3 separate regions of the Oryctolagus cuniculus genome follow, and regions 1 and 3 are each linked to region 2. Evidence: chromatin contacts called from public Hi-C and Micro-C data. All regions are on one chromosome and are shown on one strand. Each heading gives the region's core, a stretch centred on a gene start, on an enhancer-like site or on the middle of the called end of the contact. The rest is flanking DNA. Distances are from core to core; before and after follow the strand shown. Region 1 overlaps WASF2 (WASP family member 2). Region 2 holds the start of WASF2 (WASP family member 2). Region 3 has its middle 13 kb from the start of GPR3.

The links. A called contact is a pair of places that touch in the nucleus more often than the background predicts.
Region 1: a Hi-C map of psoas muscle shows a contact between it and region 2, with 5 times the contacts expected there. The contact joins the enhancer-like site here to the promoter of WASF2 in region 2. A contact is called at or near these places in 2 of 6 Hi-C or Micro-C datasets (psoas muscle and skin fibroblasts).
Region 3: a contact with region 2 is called in a Micro-C map of ear pinna, with 4 times the contacts expected there. The contact joins the enhancer-like site here to the promoter of WASF2 in region 2. A contact is called at or near these places in 2 of 6 Hi-C or Micro-C datasets (ear pinna and skin fibroblasts).

Annotation. Positions count from the first base shown.
Region 1 is chr7:144,154,061-144,158,669 of mOryCun1.1, reverse strand. It overlaps WASF2 (WASP family member 2), which reads right to left. Exons shown (of 9, transcript XM_002716090.5): 3 at 3,254-3,388; 4 at 2,577-2,730; 5 at 54-171. Among named protein-coding and RNA genes, the nearest start is that of GPR3, 29 kb to the left of the region's middle. Within about 2 kb of position 2,844, at least 5 of the 8 cell types and tissues checked have an H3K27ac peak or open chromatin away from gene starts, as enhancers often do.
Region 2 is chr7:144,071,727-144,076,392 of mOryCun1.1, reverse strand. WASF2 (WASP family member 2) reads right to left here and starts at 3,403. Exons shown (of 9, transcript XM_002716090.5): 1 at 3,204-3,403.
Region 3 is chr7:144,169,800-144,174,368 of mOryCun1.1, reverse strand. No RefSeq gene overlaps it. Among named protein-coding and RNA genes, the nearest start is that of GPR3, 13 kb to the left of the region's middle. Within about 2 kb of position 2,393, at least 2 of the 8 cell types and tissues checked have an H3K27ac peak or open chromatin away from gene starts, as enhancers often do. A contact at or near this core is called in ear pinna, where this site is marked.

The sequences.
Region 1 (4,609 bases), core at 1,595-4,094, 83 kb before region 2:
CCCTCCACAATCGTGCCTACTGATGTGCAGAACAGAGGCCCCTCTCCCCTCACCCTGTGCTTTCTCTTCTCTTTCATGATATCCTTGGTGTCCTGCAGCATCTTCTCCTTCCAAAGATCAAAGAAGTATGAAGGGTCGGTGTAGAATTTGAGTGCCTCTTTTCCATCATCCCTGGGATAGAAATGAAGACAAGCAGCTGTCAGTAGACAGATGAGCTCCCAACCAAATCCAATATTCCAAACACCTACCAGTTAACAGTTGTTACACCAAGGAATCAAGAAGTCATTCGAATCAATTGCATATTTCCTCTCCCATACCAGCACTTAAATGCCCCTGAATGGCACCTCTCTCCTCATTTGGCTTTTTAAGAACCTTAGCCTTACTTTTAATTCCTGGTAGAGGGATTTGCATGGTCAGGGCAAGAACAGACTACAACAGCAGGAATTCTGATGATTTCTACTCATTTGCATGGCCACAGACATCTCCCTAAAGGTATCTGGAGAGCCTGGCACAACAGAGGGATTTCTGCCACTGGTTTCCCTTTCCCTTCCAATTCCCCAGGACTCTCCAGGAAATGATAGGGGCTTTCCACCCACCTGAAACCCGGGCATACACATGCAGGATCTTGTGTGTACATACACACACACACACACACACACACACACACCTCAGACATACATAACTGTGCACATGTGCTTGCTGTTACTCCTCTGCACACAGATAACCACAGCACCTCACCTTCTTGTTCCCTCTTAGCACAGCACAGCATCCATACCCCCAACCACAAGGGGGCCCTGGTGAGAACAGATGGTCAGCTGTTTTAAGAACCTAAGACTTATCACTCACTATCTTTAGTAGCTACAAAAGTAATACAGAGTGCACTGTGAGTCATTATAAACTAGTGGCCAAACCCAACGACCCTGGTTGGAATCCCACTGTCCAGAAAGCATGGCCTTCGGGGGGAACACTTATTTTAATATTATTCTGGGGCTGGTGGTGTGGTGTAGCAGGTAAATCTGCTGCCTGCAGTGCCAGCATCCCATATGGGCTCTGGTTCGGTCCCAGCTGTTCCACTTCCAATCCGGCTCTCTGCTATGGCCTGGGAAAGCAGTAGAAGATGGCCCAAGTCTTTGGGCCCCTGCACCCACATGGGAGACCTGGAAGAAGCTCCTGACACCTGGCTTCAGATCAGTGCAGCTCCAGCCATTGCGGCCAACTGGGGAGTAAACCAGTGGATGGAAGACCTCTCTCTCTCTCTCTCTGCCTTTCCTCTCTCTCTCTCTCTGTGTAACGCTGATCTTCAAATAAATAAATAAATCTTTTTTTTAAACTGTAAGACTTTACAGTAACTCTTGTTCTGAAGGAGATACACCACTGCTTTCTTGCTTCTGTTAAGCCAACTCCAGATACCTAAGAAGAGACGCTAATTCTGCTATTGTATGTTACAAAGGAAAATGCCATTAACTGACAAAATTCTCTTCATGTCATTTGTTTATTCCATCCTATGCAACACATCAGCTGTGTGATCCCATCCTGTCTCAAAACCGTGTCCCTGAGTCAGCTGGACTAAATAAATGATGGAGGCTGCAGAGTCCAAACTGTCCTGCTCTGCTAGCTGGTCCCTTGGAAAGCTAAGGGCAAACAAAATGGGGAGTTGCCATATATGTGAGAAGCTTCCAGGCCCCCTAAATCAGGCTGGCATCCCTGAATTTCACAGGGATACACCACACACATTTCTGCTCTTCGGTGTAGCCATGCCTGATAGCAGACATCTGCCTCCAGCTATCTGTTACCTGTAATTACTTCTTACCTGTTCCAAAGATATTTATGAATGCAAGCAAAATAAACATTCACCTTCTGACCCTCTCCAGTGTTTGTGTGTGTGTGTGTGTGTTTGTGTGTGTGTTTTTTTTTTTTTTGCAGAATGACAACACTACCAAACCACCAGAGGGGAGGGGCTTTAAGTCATCTATAAGGCAACCTTCTTTTTCAAGACCAGTCACAGCAAGGCAGGCCTTTTCAGAAGGAAATGTCAAAAGGATGTTCAAAACACAGTGAACGAAACTCCTCTGGAAGAAAGCCAATTGCTCCTTAAGCTTTGGAAGGACCTCTCTGGGCCAGAGCAGCCAGCGCATGCGGCAGGCCCCACTAACACGCCCAAACATCTGGTAACCTAGTGGTTTCCAAGTCAGTGGGAGCCTTGCTAGCATGCTGCCCCTGGGATCCACGTTGTAGGACCGCCTTTATAACAAAAGTCCTTTTTGGTTCTATAATAACTAAATTCCTTGGATGGAATCCAAGATGGACCTGGTTTATACCAAATTAAACTCTGCAGGATGCAATGTTACAGCAAACTTTCAATATATATTATATTCACTATGAATTTCAGAAACCAAACAATAATAAATGACAACTGTTCACAGGGTAAACTGTAGCTTCTGTTGCCACAAGCCACTCTGGGATGGGGAGTAAGCTTTTTGATAGACTCTTCTGATGTAAACAACATCTTCAGATAAAAGAGCCTAGTGCTGTTTGTGGTTCAGGCTGGAAAAAGGAAGGAGCCAGCCAGCCGTTACCTGTATGGGGTAAGATTGTTGAGAGGGGGAGGAGTATCACAGGTATTATATGTTTCCAAGACAGGCACTGGGAGAGAGTTTCTGTCAAAGAGCTTCTGGTCCTGAATGGTGGAGCTTCGGAAGGCCTTTCGGGTGTTGATTCCTTGCAGCGACACTGAGAGGAGAGGGAAGGCGTTAGAAAATGGACGACAGGCTGTCTGAGCAAACACTGAGTCACCCCAGTCGGAGAGGCCTCAGCTGCTGCATTTCTTGGCTGCGGCTGTCTGCAGCCAGGTTTTTTTTTTTTTCCTTCCCCTCTGGGGAAGCCCCACAAGGCTGTCAGCAGCCCAGCCATTTCACGACTGAACAAAATGAGGCAACACAAAGGTTTACTATGTGGCCAGATAGACCAGGCCTCTCCTAGGAGGAAGGAATCTTCCAAGTACTTTTATGGTAGCAAAATACAATTGAGAGAAGGGAAATTTGAGCGCTGGGGAACTGGGGGATTGGGAGAAAGAGAGTGTGTGGGGGTGAGGCAGAACTTAAAAGGTTTCTTTACGCCACCCAGGCTTGTCATTTCAGAGCAGAACTCCATAGGTTTCTGTGATTTTTTTCCCCTTGCTTTTTTATAAATTAGGGGGAAAAATTCGAAGAAACTGCTCAGCAGAGCCTGCAAATGCTGAGCTCAGCTTCCTTACCTTCTTCTTCCTTGGGATCCAGCTGAGTGACTTTAACTTGTAGTCGGTCAACCCTCTCAGCAAGGGAGCTTACCCGAGAGGCAAAGGTTTTTGCCTGAGTAAAGAGCTCTCCAAAAATGTCCTCTGCATATTTACCTGCAAAAAGCAAAGAAACCAAGTCACCAGTGCACAGAAGTGACAAAAATGGTCAGGAAACTGGCTACCAAGGCCGGCACGACCCATCCCCATACACTGTCCCGCACCCCCCCGAAGGGAAGTGCCACACTCGAAGAATCTGCTTGCTCTGAGAGATAAAGATACTTTCTCCTTAGCTTCGGCAGTCTGTAGAGAGCACAGCCTTCCTGGATAACTGGACAGTCATGAAACTTGAAACAGGCTGAATAAAACTGAAAGGTGTAATGCAAAAAATTGATGTTGGAAGAGCAGACATATTTGCTTACAGCCCTAGCCCCTTGCTTTTCTATAAAATCACCTGGTAAAATGGTTCTGGAAAACAGACTGGGAGTTAAGAGGACCTTCTGGGTGCCTACAATTAATATGATAAGAAATATCCTCCTCAATGGAGCCACAAAAATGCAATGAACAAGCGTGATGAGTCATGGTATCTTCCAGGGCCCTTGAATTTATCAACAATCCACAAGCAGAGATGTGTAACTTCTCTGAAGGGGTGAAAGGTTACTTTATCTTTTATAACCTACAACTTTCAAAGTCTTTGTTCTGGGTTGCAACCCTTCAAATCTACATCTTAGGGAATAAGTGAAAAGCTGAAAATTTCAAGCCCTCCCTGAAAAACAACATACCAGCGGTCTCTTTCCACAATGTCTTGTTTTTTACAAAAAGAAAAGAGTTCTGTGCTTTCAACCCTGGAATGCAAGGAGAATTTGCAGCCAAAGAAACATAACAGCAATTTGACACTACCTCCATATTGTCATTCCAAGCCACAAGGCATATTCTTCCTAGGAATGAAAAGCGCTGCATAGGAATAAAGACACCATCTGAGCTTTGATTTGCAAGGTGAAGGCAGGCATAAGCAACCTGGCCCAACCAAAAGATAACTTTTCTGGGACCCACATAAGCAGGCTCTGATTTTTAGCTTCTAAGCTACATTTAGGCCTAAGTCCTCATCTCAAGGGGAAGAATTCGTCTGAGAAGTCGAAACAGAACCTGTAGTGTGGCTGAAGCTCACCTTCTAGTATAACATGGAGAGAAAGAAGACCAATCAGCTGCATAGTTTGATTTGCTGGTAAATGAAAGTCAATAAGGGCTTCTAATCAGGAAGGAGCAAGTCCCACATACTGAATGGTTCTGTTATCTGAACAATACGGAAGCTCCCTGCTCTGCTCGAAGGTCTCACAC
Region 2 (4,666 bases), core at 2,154-4,653:
CTGCATGGGAGACCCAGAAGAAGCTCCTGGCTCCTGGCTTCAGATAGGCTTAGCTCTGGCCATTGTGGGCATTTGGGGAGTAAACCAGGGGATGGAAGACCTTTCTCTCTGGCTCTCCCTCTCACTGTCTATAACTCTATCTTTCAAGTAAATAAAAATCTTTTGGCCAGCGCCACGGCTCACTAGGCTAATCCTCCACCTGCGGCGCCGGCACCCCGGGTTCTAGTCCCGGTTGGGGCGCTGGATTCTGTCCCGGTTGTTCCTCTTCCAGTCCAGCTCTCTGCTGTGGCCCGGGAAGGCAGTGGAGGATGGCCCAAGTGCTTGGGGCCTGCACCCGCATGGGAGACCAGGAGGAGGCACCTGGCTCCTGGTTTCAGATCGGCGCAGCACCGGCCGTAGCGGCCATTTGAGGGGTGAACCAATGGAAGGAAGACCTTTCTCTCTGTCTGTCTCTCACTGTCTAACTCTGCCTGTCAAAAAAAAAAAAATAAATCTTTTAAAAAATAAATAAATACTATTTTTCCTTGTAATTGTTCTTATCATCATTTAAGCTTTACCTATAGAAAAGGCTGACGCTATGGTGTGGGAGGTAAAGCCGCCGCCTACAATGCCAGCATCCCATATGGGCGCCAGTTCCAGTCCCAGCTGCTTCACTTCCAATCCAGCTCTCTGCTATGGCCTGGAAAAGCAGTAGAAGATGGCCCAAGTCCTTGAGCGCCTGTGCCCACGTGGGAAACCCAGAAGCTCCTAGCTCCTGGCTTTGGATCGGCCCAGCTCTGGCTGTTGCAGCAATCTGGAGAGTGAACCAGTGGATGGAAGACCTCTCTGTCTCTGCCTTTCAAATAAATAATTAAAAAAAAAAAGTTTTACCTACAGAGGTCCACGATCCCTTAATTTTAATTAAAAAATCCAAAAGACTGTGACAAACTTTCATTATTCATTTGGTGGCAAAACATGACATGAAGTTACTTATAATATTTATTTAGCCCAGTTACTGTGAACATTCAGCAATTTACTACAAACAGTAATGTGCTGCCCAGACCTCTCTCTGGTGTTATAAAATCCATACTATATGTAGTATATTTCCCTTCTAAGCTCCAAAAATATCTAATCTCAGGGGCACATCTGGTCCCAAAAACTAATTTGGGGGAGGGGGCAAGATAGACTAATTAAGACTAAGCCTTCATATAAAGAAAATATAGCTTCTACTGAAAACGATGGTAGATCTTCATATACAACAAATTCAAAGTCTCAGCAATTCTCTCTCTCTCACACTCACTCACACACATACACACACACACACACACACACACACACTCCTGGAAAATAAAGTACTAAAAAAATTTTAACAAATGTCAAAAACTGAAAACCTCATTATATGTTTTTCAAGTGATGGTGACATTTGCATCCTGTATTATCTAAATCAATTCCTCTTGTGTTGAAATCCACTGATGTAAATCACAGCTAAAGGACAGCCAAAGATTGGCCTACTAATCGTGTTGAGAAAAAGAATTACCCATTGATAAATACGCTGCTCAATGAAAATGTTCTAATCTTGCAAAAATTCATCTGAGGGGTTTAGGATTTAAAGTTATTTCATTCTAGAAGCCAATTTCCGAATGTCTAGCGAGTTACAACTGGCTTTTCTGTGAAAGTAGAGCCTTGGACACAGATAGAGACGGGGACAGCTCTTACAGATATCTGAACAGGAAGAAGAGTTTCACAGTTCTTTCCTTCCTTCCTCCTCTAGTTGTTGCTTTTCTGGTTTTAGAATTTCAAACAAAGAAATACATATTGGCTCCACTGCTAAGAGACGCCCTCTTTCTCAGCAACTTCCTCTTCCAATTTTCTTCTCCACCATTGACACATGAGAACAATACCCACAGCCAGTCCCACCATTGTGATGAACCAAAAGCTCTGAGGTTTGGAAAAATTAAAGGCTGCAATTTATAGTAACCAATGACCTCCTACCCCAAATCTACAATCTTCACTCATCTAGAACTCAGGTAACAGGAACACGAAGAAAAGAACGTGAAGTTTAATCAGAAGCAGGCTACTGAACATTTCACCCCAAGGAATCCAAAGAAATGTGAACTAAGAAATGGGAAATTCCTCTCATCGCAGGAAAACCCAGCCTTCCTCGGGAGGAGGAAAAAGCCACTGGGCCGGCAGCACCCTGAGTCACAGGTCAAGCCTCTTCACCAACGCGTGGTGAACTTTCCTCTGGAGGCCACGGCCCCGGGATGCCACGGAGCTCCCTGGCGTCCTGGCTCCAGAGTGACTTTTTCAGCTCAGAAACGGTCCTTTCGACCTGGACGTGTGCAGACACCACGACCCCGCGCGTGTCTGGGCCAGCCCCCTCCCCCATCTGTGACAAAGCAGACTTCCCTACTGCCGCCTTTTAAGTGAGCAGCGACTTAGTCCTCGCCCTTAACGCTGCTGGCAAGTTCTGCTCTTTACTGGGTGACCCTGGAGAAGAAACTTCACTCCTCTGAAACTCAGTTTCCTATGTGTTAACTTCTCAAAGGTAGCTGCAAAAAACAAGGACCAGAGGCTGGCACGTAGCAGGAAGCCATAAATGTCCCTCCTCTAAACTCTGCTGCCTTCGGGGGCTCCATTCCAATCCCAGCCCCCAAAAGGCCCCAAAGATGCCCTTCTCTTCCCTGATTGTTTGGACAGCCCTACAAAACTGTCCCTCCGGCCGCCTCGCCTCCATGCTGTCAACCACACACACTCGGTCCCTGTCCGGTCCTCCACCTGGCAGCCCAGCGCGCCGGACAAGGAAACTGAGGCTGGGCCTGGGGAAGAACTTGCCCAAGCCCTCGGCCAAGAGCTGCCACCCAACTCTCGTGCGTCCGCTGACAAAACTCTCATTTTACAAACGGGGAAACCGAGGCCCAGAGAAGGAAGTGACTTGCTCAAGATCACACCGACAGAGAGTTGGAGGCAGAGCCGAGTCACGTCGGGGCACTTGCGCGGCCTCTCACACTTGGGGGTCCCTCCAAGTCTCCGAGGGGACTCCGGGTCACCCCCTGAGCTGGGATGGACTAAGACGCCACCCCGCGCTGACCGCTCGCCCGGCCTCCGCCGCAGCAGGAGGCGCGGCACCCTCTCCCCCGGGACCCGGCGCGGCGCGAGAGGGGCGGCCCGGCGGGGGCCCGCGCCTCACCGCGGGGCCCGCCCAAGGGGGACTTGTTGCTCACCTGGCCTCGCGCGGTCGCCCTCAGCGACAAGAAGGGCCGGCCGGCCGCCCCGTCTCCGCACGGGGTGTGGCCCCGCGGACCGCCTCGCGGGCTGCCACACAGCCGGACCCCCCTCAACGCGCTACGCCCCCAGCCGCGCTCGCCCGGCCCGAGTCCGCCATTACGCGATTCCCCGCCCCGGGACGCAGACACACCCCGCCAACCGTCCTGATTGGTTCCCTGCCCCACCCACCGGGCACTTCCAGGCATTCCATTGGCCTGAGTGGAATGCCAGTTAAATAACTACGCAAAAGACGTACCCAAGGGTACTGTCCCGGGAGCTCCACCCGAGCGACTTCCGCAATCAGAGTAAACAGCGGGGCGCAGACCAAGTGAAGTGGGGGTGGAGACTAAGGCAAATCAGCTCCTAAATTCGGAGTAGAAAAATCCCACCCAAGAAAGTCTGAAGTGTGTTAAAAGACGAATTCGTCTCATTAGGGTTCAAAGAAGCTGTATAGTTGGTGGAAGGAAGGGACCAAGCCCGTGAACTTCATGGGATCACCCCTCAAGTTGCAGATAGTTTTGTCCCTTTAGTCTTGAACCGGGCGGGAAGTAAGTAGGGTGGGGAGAGTGAGTCACAGGTTCCAGTCCGCGCGCTGAAGTACCCCACCCGGGGCGAGGGCCCAGCCGGGGCTGGGAGCTGGTTGTCAAAGGCCTAGGTCAGAGGAGCTGGAACCCAGTGCAACGAGCAGCTCAGACTCTCGCAACCCATCTGAGTCTCAGTTTGTCCTTCTGTAAAATAGGCGCCTTGTGTCTGCCTCACATCCTGGGCTGGTTGTTGAGAATTCACGCATGAGTGAGCCTGTGGACGTCTTGTCGATCCCCAAAAGGCTGCGGCTGGATAATGTGAGCCCAAAGATCTCCCTTAGTTCTCTACAGCAACCCTGTAAGGCACATGTCCTCATCTTGCAGAAGAGAAAACGGTATTGTCTCCTGGGTATTGAATGATTCACCCAGCCATGGAGTTCAAACCTGTAGGAAGGGTCTTCAAAAAGGGAGTGGGAGATATGTATTATGAAAAACACTTGGGGCCGACGCTGTGGCCTGGCGGGTTAAGCTGCTGCCTGCAACACCTTCATCCAGTGTGGCCGCTAGTTCCAATCCTGGCTGCTTCACTTTGATCCAGCTCCCGGCTAACGTGCCTGGGAAAGCAGCAGGAGTTGGTCCAAGCGCTTGGGCCCCTGCACCCACGTGGGAGGCCTAGAAGAAGCTTCTGGCTTCTGGCTTCTGGCTTCGGCCTGGCTCATTCCTGGCTGTTGCAACCGTCTGGGGAGAGAACCAGGGGATGGAAGATCTGTCTCTCCCTCTCTGTAACTTTTTATTTGAAAGACAGAGTTACAGAGAGGCAAAGGCAGAGGCAGAGAGAGGTCTTCCATCCGCTGGTTCACACTCCAAATGGCCGCAACGGCCAGAGCTGGGCCGAT
Region 3 (4,569 bases), core at 1,144-3,643, 99 kb before region 2:
TCATGACAGGCACCTCCTGCTCACCCTGGTGCCTGCCTTCAGCTTCCCAAGCCCCAGGGGTCCCCAGATCCCTGATTAACCCCCTCGCTAATTGGCCTCCAGCCCCTTGACTTTGCTGCAGGCCTGCTCTGGAGCTGGGAGCAAGAGGCTGCAAATTGGCCAGGCAGGGTGGGTCTGGGGAATAGTGTGCGTGTGGGGGGCGAGCTCAGTGATGGCTGGAGCTGGGTGGGGCAGCCCCTATCCCAAGGCCAGGGAACAGTGACGTCCTGCACTCTTGGGAGGGCTCCTCTATGACGCCTATGTGTATAGTCTCAGGAAGCCATCCCTGCACACACACACCCACCGGCACTGCGTGTACACACATTCCACACCACCGGGACACCAATGGGGGTGAATATTTGCACCTGCAAAGTACACTCAGAACAGAGCGAGTGTGCGTGTGAGCACAACCCACTTGACAGGCAGACGCCGTGTGCATACACCCAGGAGCACACACCCCCAGCAGCCACACTAGTGCCGTCACGGGCATGCATACCAGTCCATGTCACAAAAATGCCTGTGAGGGCTCCCCTGTTCATGCTGGTAGGCATGCACACACCTGCATACAGTGGCGTCAGTGCCGTGCACACACCACTCCTATGCGTGTACATGCACACCGAGTGGCCACAGGCTAGGGAAGACCTCCTTCCGCCGGCCCCTGCCTTGGGGATGGCAAGAGGCGGGCTCCACCAGGCCGAGGTTGCCTTTCCCCAGCCCCCGCGCCGCACACCTAAGCCTGGGATCTCCTCTGGGACCCCCTGCGAGCCTTCCGGCAGCTATAGGGACCTTGTCAGGGCTCCCAGACAGAAGGGCAGAGCCTCTGGCTTGAGCCACTGCACTTCCAGCCCCAGAGGCTCTGGGCCCAGGCCCTTGGGGTGCTCCACTCTCTTTGGGGCAGCCTGAAGCACTGGAAGAATAGGGGTTTCTATTTTCACGTTTGCTGTCAGCTTACTGTGTGACTTAGGCAAATTACTGCACCTCTCTGTGTATTTCCTCACTGTAAAATGGAAATAAAAGGTACTGAGTCGGTAATCCCTCCAAGGCGGCCCCGAGGAGCCAATGGGGTTGTGTTGAACAGATCTGCCTCACTCAGGCACGCGTACCTGGGAGGGGCCCCAGTTCCCAAGATGGCAGACGCCGTCACCATGGTCAGCTCCTTGTTGGAGTGGCCTGAGGAAGCTGAGGCCCAGAGAGGCATCAGTGACGCGGGAGCTGAAGACTTGCCCTGACTTCTCAGCCGGAAGTCTACTCTGAGTCTACCACGTGTGCCTGTGGAGTGGGCATGCGCGGGCGCAGGCGCGAGCTGGCTGCTGGCTGCAGTGGGAGGGGTCCGGGAAGGACCCCCGTCCCCACTACTAGTGGCCCTGCTGTCATCAGGGACTGACGATCCTACCATGACCAGCTCCTTTGGCTGTCACAGGCTTATTTTTGTCCTCAAGCTTCAAGAACACCCTCTAGACACCCACATCCCTGGTTGCTGAGGGCTGTCCAGGGGGAGCACCTGAACCTGTTGCTCCCCTCCCAATCTAGGAGGGAGCTAGGGGACAACACCCCAGAGCAGAACTTCCAGAAAAGGCTACCAGGTTGCCCTGGCCACCAGACGGCCAGGAGGGGGCAGTGAGGAACAGGCAGAGGCAGCGAGCAGGGAGGGTGGCTCTGAGGATTGCGTGTGTTCCTTTGACTGCAGGCTGCCTTCGGTCCCGATCCGCACAGGGGCAGGGGCCATGCACCACGTGTGCTTGTGTCCCTCGGCCTGGGTGCTCTGTGCTCCCACTGATAGGTGCGTCTTCTCCGCAGACACGCGTGTGGGGTGCACCGAGGCCCAGCCCGTGCCTAGGGGACCCATTTTGCTCTCAGGTAGCTGAGGGTGCAGGGTGCTTGCCGCCCTGAAGTCTAGGCTGCTCTCCGTGGAGCTCGCTGATTTCAAAGTGAACGGAAAGAAGCGTCACCTGTTACTGCACCTGCAGAGCCGGGCACCCGTGGTGGGGGTCACGAGAACTGAAACCTTTCACACGCCCCCTCCAACACAGAAGGGCACGATTCTGGAGGCAGATCCACCGAGCTGTTAAACCCGCCCAGGGGGACAGCGCGCAAGCCCCGGCTGGAGACCCGGGTCCGACCCACGGCTCCGCGCCGGCCAGCTGCACGCTCTCGGGCACCGGGCACCTCACCTCCCCTGTGCGAGCCTGCTTTCCTCAGGCCTAAGACGGGGAACCCTTGCCTCTCAGGACGGAAGTAAGGCACGTGCGGTCTTCAGCGGGCGCTCACTAAGTGCTCATCTCCTCAGGATCAGCCCAAAGAGGTGAAGGGCCCTGCACAGGGCCACAGCTCCCGGATGGCGGAGCCAGAACTCAAGCTCAGGCCTCTCTGGCTTCCCAGAACCACATTCCTTCCCTCCGACTCCCCAGCAAGGGCGGCTCCCGACACCACCATTTTGTCTTCTGCCAGGGCGGGCGTCTGGCTGCTTGTCAGTCACCGGCCTCGGGCAGCCAAGTGCTGACTAAACACAGGCCCGAGCAGGAGGGTGGAGCGGAGGGGCTGCAGGGCGAGCGGCTCGCGCCCCCCTCCCCGGCACCCCCGGCTCCCGCGATGAGCTCAGAGCGGCTGGCGCAGCACTTGCTGACAATTCAGAACTTCGGCCCCCTCTCCTGGGACGCCAGTGGGTGACTCTCTCTCAACAGCAGGCGTGACCCGCGGAGTCACCAACCCTGCTCCCGCCCCTCCCGGGGGCCACCCCACTGCCTCTGCGGGGCCCGGAACTGGGTGTCTGCTCATAAATTACCCCCAGGGACAGTTACCCGCAGCAGCTGTGCTGGGAACAACCGTTGCTTCCTGGGTAGGTCATTTTTTTGGGTCAGAATCTAAACCCAGCCCCCTCGCCTTCCTCAGGCAGGAGAGGGGCGTGCAGCAGCCTAAACCTTTTATCGGATTCCATTGTAAATCGCTCTATTTAAGGTAAGTTGCCTGGGTCTGAGAGGCAGACAAGATGCCGGCCAGATGTTGGGAGGCAGCATCAGCATTCAGCCAGCGCTCCTTTCACGGCGCAGGAGTTGCCAGCGGCCTGCCTCCCCAGCCCTGCAACCCCTCTTCCTCGGGTGGGGGGCCTGGGCTGACAGGTTCCCCAGCCTTGGTCTCCTCCCAGACCAAAATGGTTTCCAGCCCGCTCCGCCTCCAGTGCGGGGTCTTTATCCTGGCCTCCTACCTCTTGTGCCCACCCACCCAGGAAGCCCTCTTGACACAGCCCCCTCCCACCACCCCCCTTCCAGTTGCTCCTCCTAATCTCTTAGCCCATGAAAACAACTCACACACACCAGGGGTGACTGAGTGGCTACAAAGACTTTATCAGATGATTTTAAACATTGGCATTTCAGGACTCATGTGTATACATAAAATGGTTACACGGAACCTGCAGGTCACCAGGGCACAAATGTGGTACACACGTGAGCCTGGCAGGAAGCGAATGAGACCAAAAAACTGGCCGTCCTTCTAAGGGTCTACAAACCAGGCAGAAGAGGCAAGGGTTGCGTCAGGGTCTAGCTTTGCCCTACTACGCAGATCACTCCTGTCTGTGCTCAGGAGGAGGGGCCTGCTGGCAAACTGTATCCCACTCCATACTCACTCACTCCCTAAAATCTCACCGTGGCAAACACACCCAGGAACCCACTGGAATATGTCCTTATAAATATATTTATATCAGAGAAAACAAGGCACTTTGGGAGCATTACGGCTTACTCTCCTACATGTACATCATTCTAGACAGAAAGTAAAAATTGGTTAGTTTCTCAAGTGAATTAGCTGAATAACGTTAATACAATAACAAAATTGTTCCCTAGCCCTCACCGAGGCACTGTTAAAGTGAACGTGGCAGCAGGCACAGAGTGAGGCACATTTCTGTGCGACACCTGGTCCCAGGTCAGCTGGACCCCAGCCAGGTTCAAAGCCTGACCTCCCAGGAAGCCCAGTGTTTCTCAGGAGCAAAAGGCACCCCCTCCCCCACCCCCTGCAGCCTTGGAACCCCGCCCCCGCCTGGGACCTCAGGTTGGTGGGGGCTGCAGTGGGAGGCGGTGCTACAGCAGAGCCCGACACGGTGGGAATGCTCAAGCAGGGTCACCAAAGCCACAGAGACCTCAATCTGTCCAAGCTGGCGCTGCAGTCAGAGGATCGGCGCCACGGGAAGAGATTTCACATTAGCCCTGACAACACCGCCTCGGCTCTGCGGTGACATTGGCCAGGGTCGTTTCTGAGGGCACTCGAGCTTCCATTGGAGGCAAGCTGGAGCTTGGGCCAGCTGCTCTGAGCCTCCCAGGGACACACACACCACACACACACACACACACACCCCACCCCCCCCACCCCCGCTTCCCCGGGCTGCTCCTTTGGAATGAAATCATCTCAGGACCAAGGCAAAGCCACAAGTCACTTCTGACACTGCCGATGGGAAGCTGGGCCCTTGGGCCACAGGAATGGGGGCAGCTCCCCTGGGCCGGGCAGACCAAGGAAGGAGGTGGCTCTTCGGCTTCAGCGCTTTAA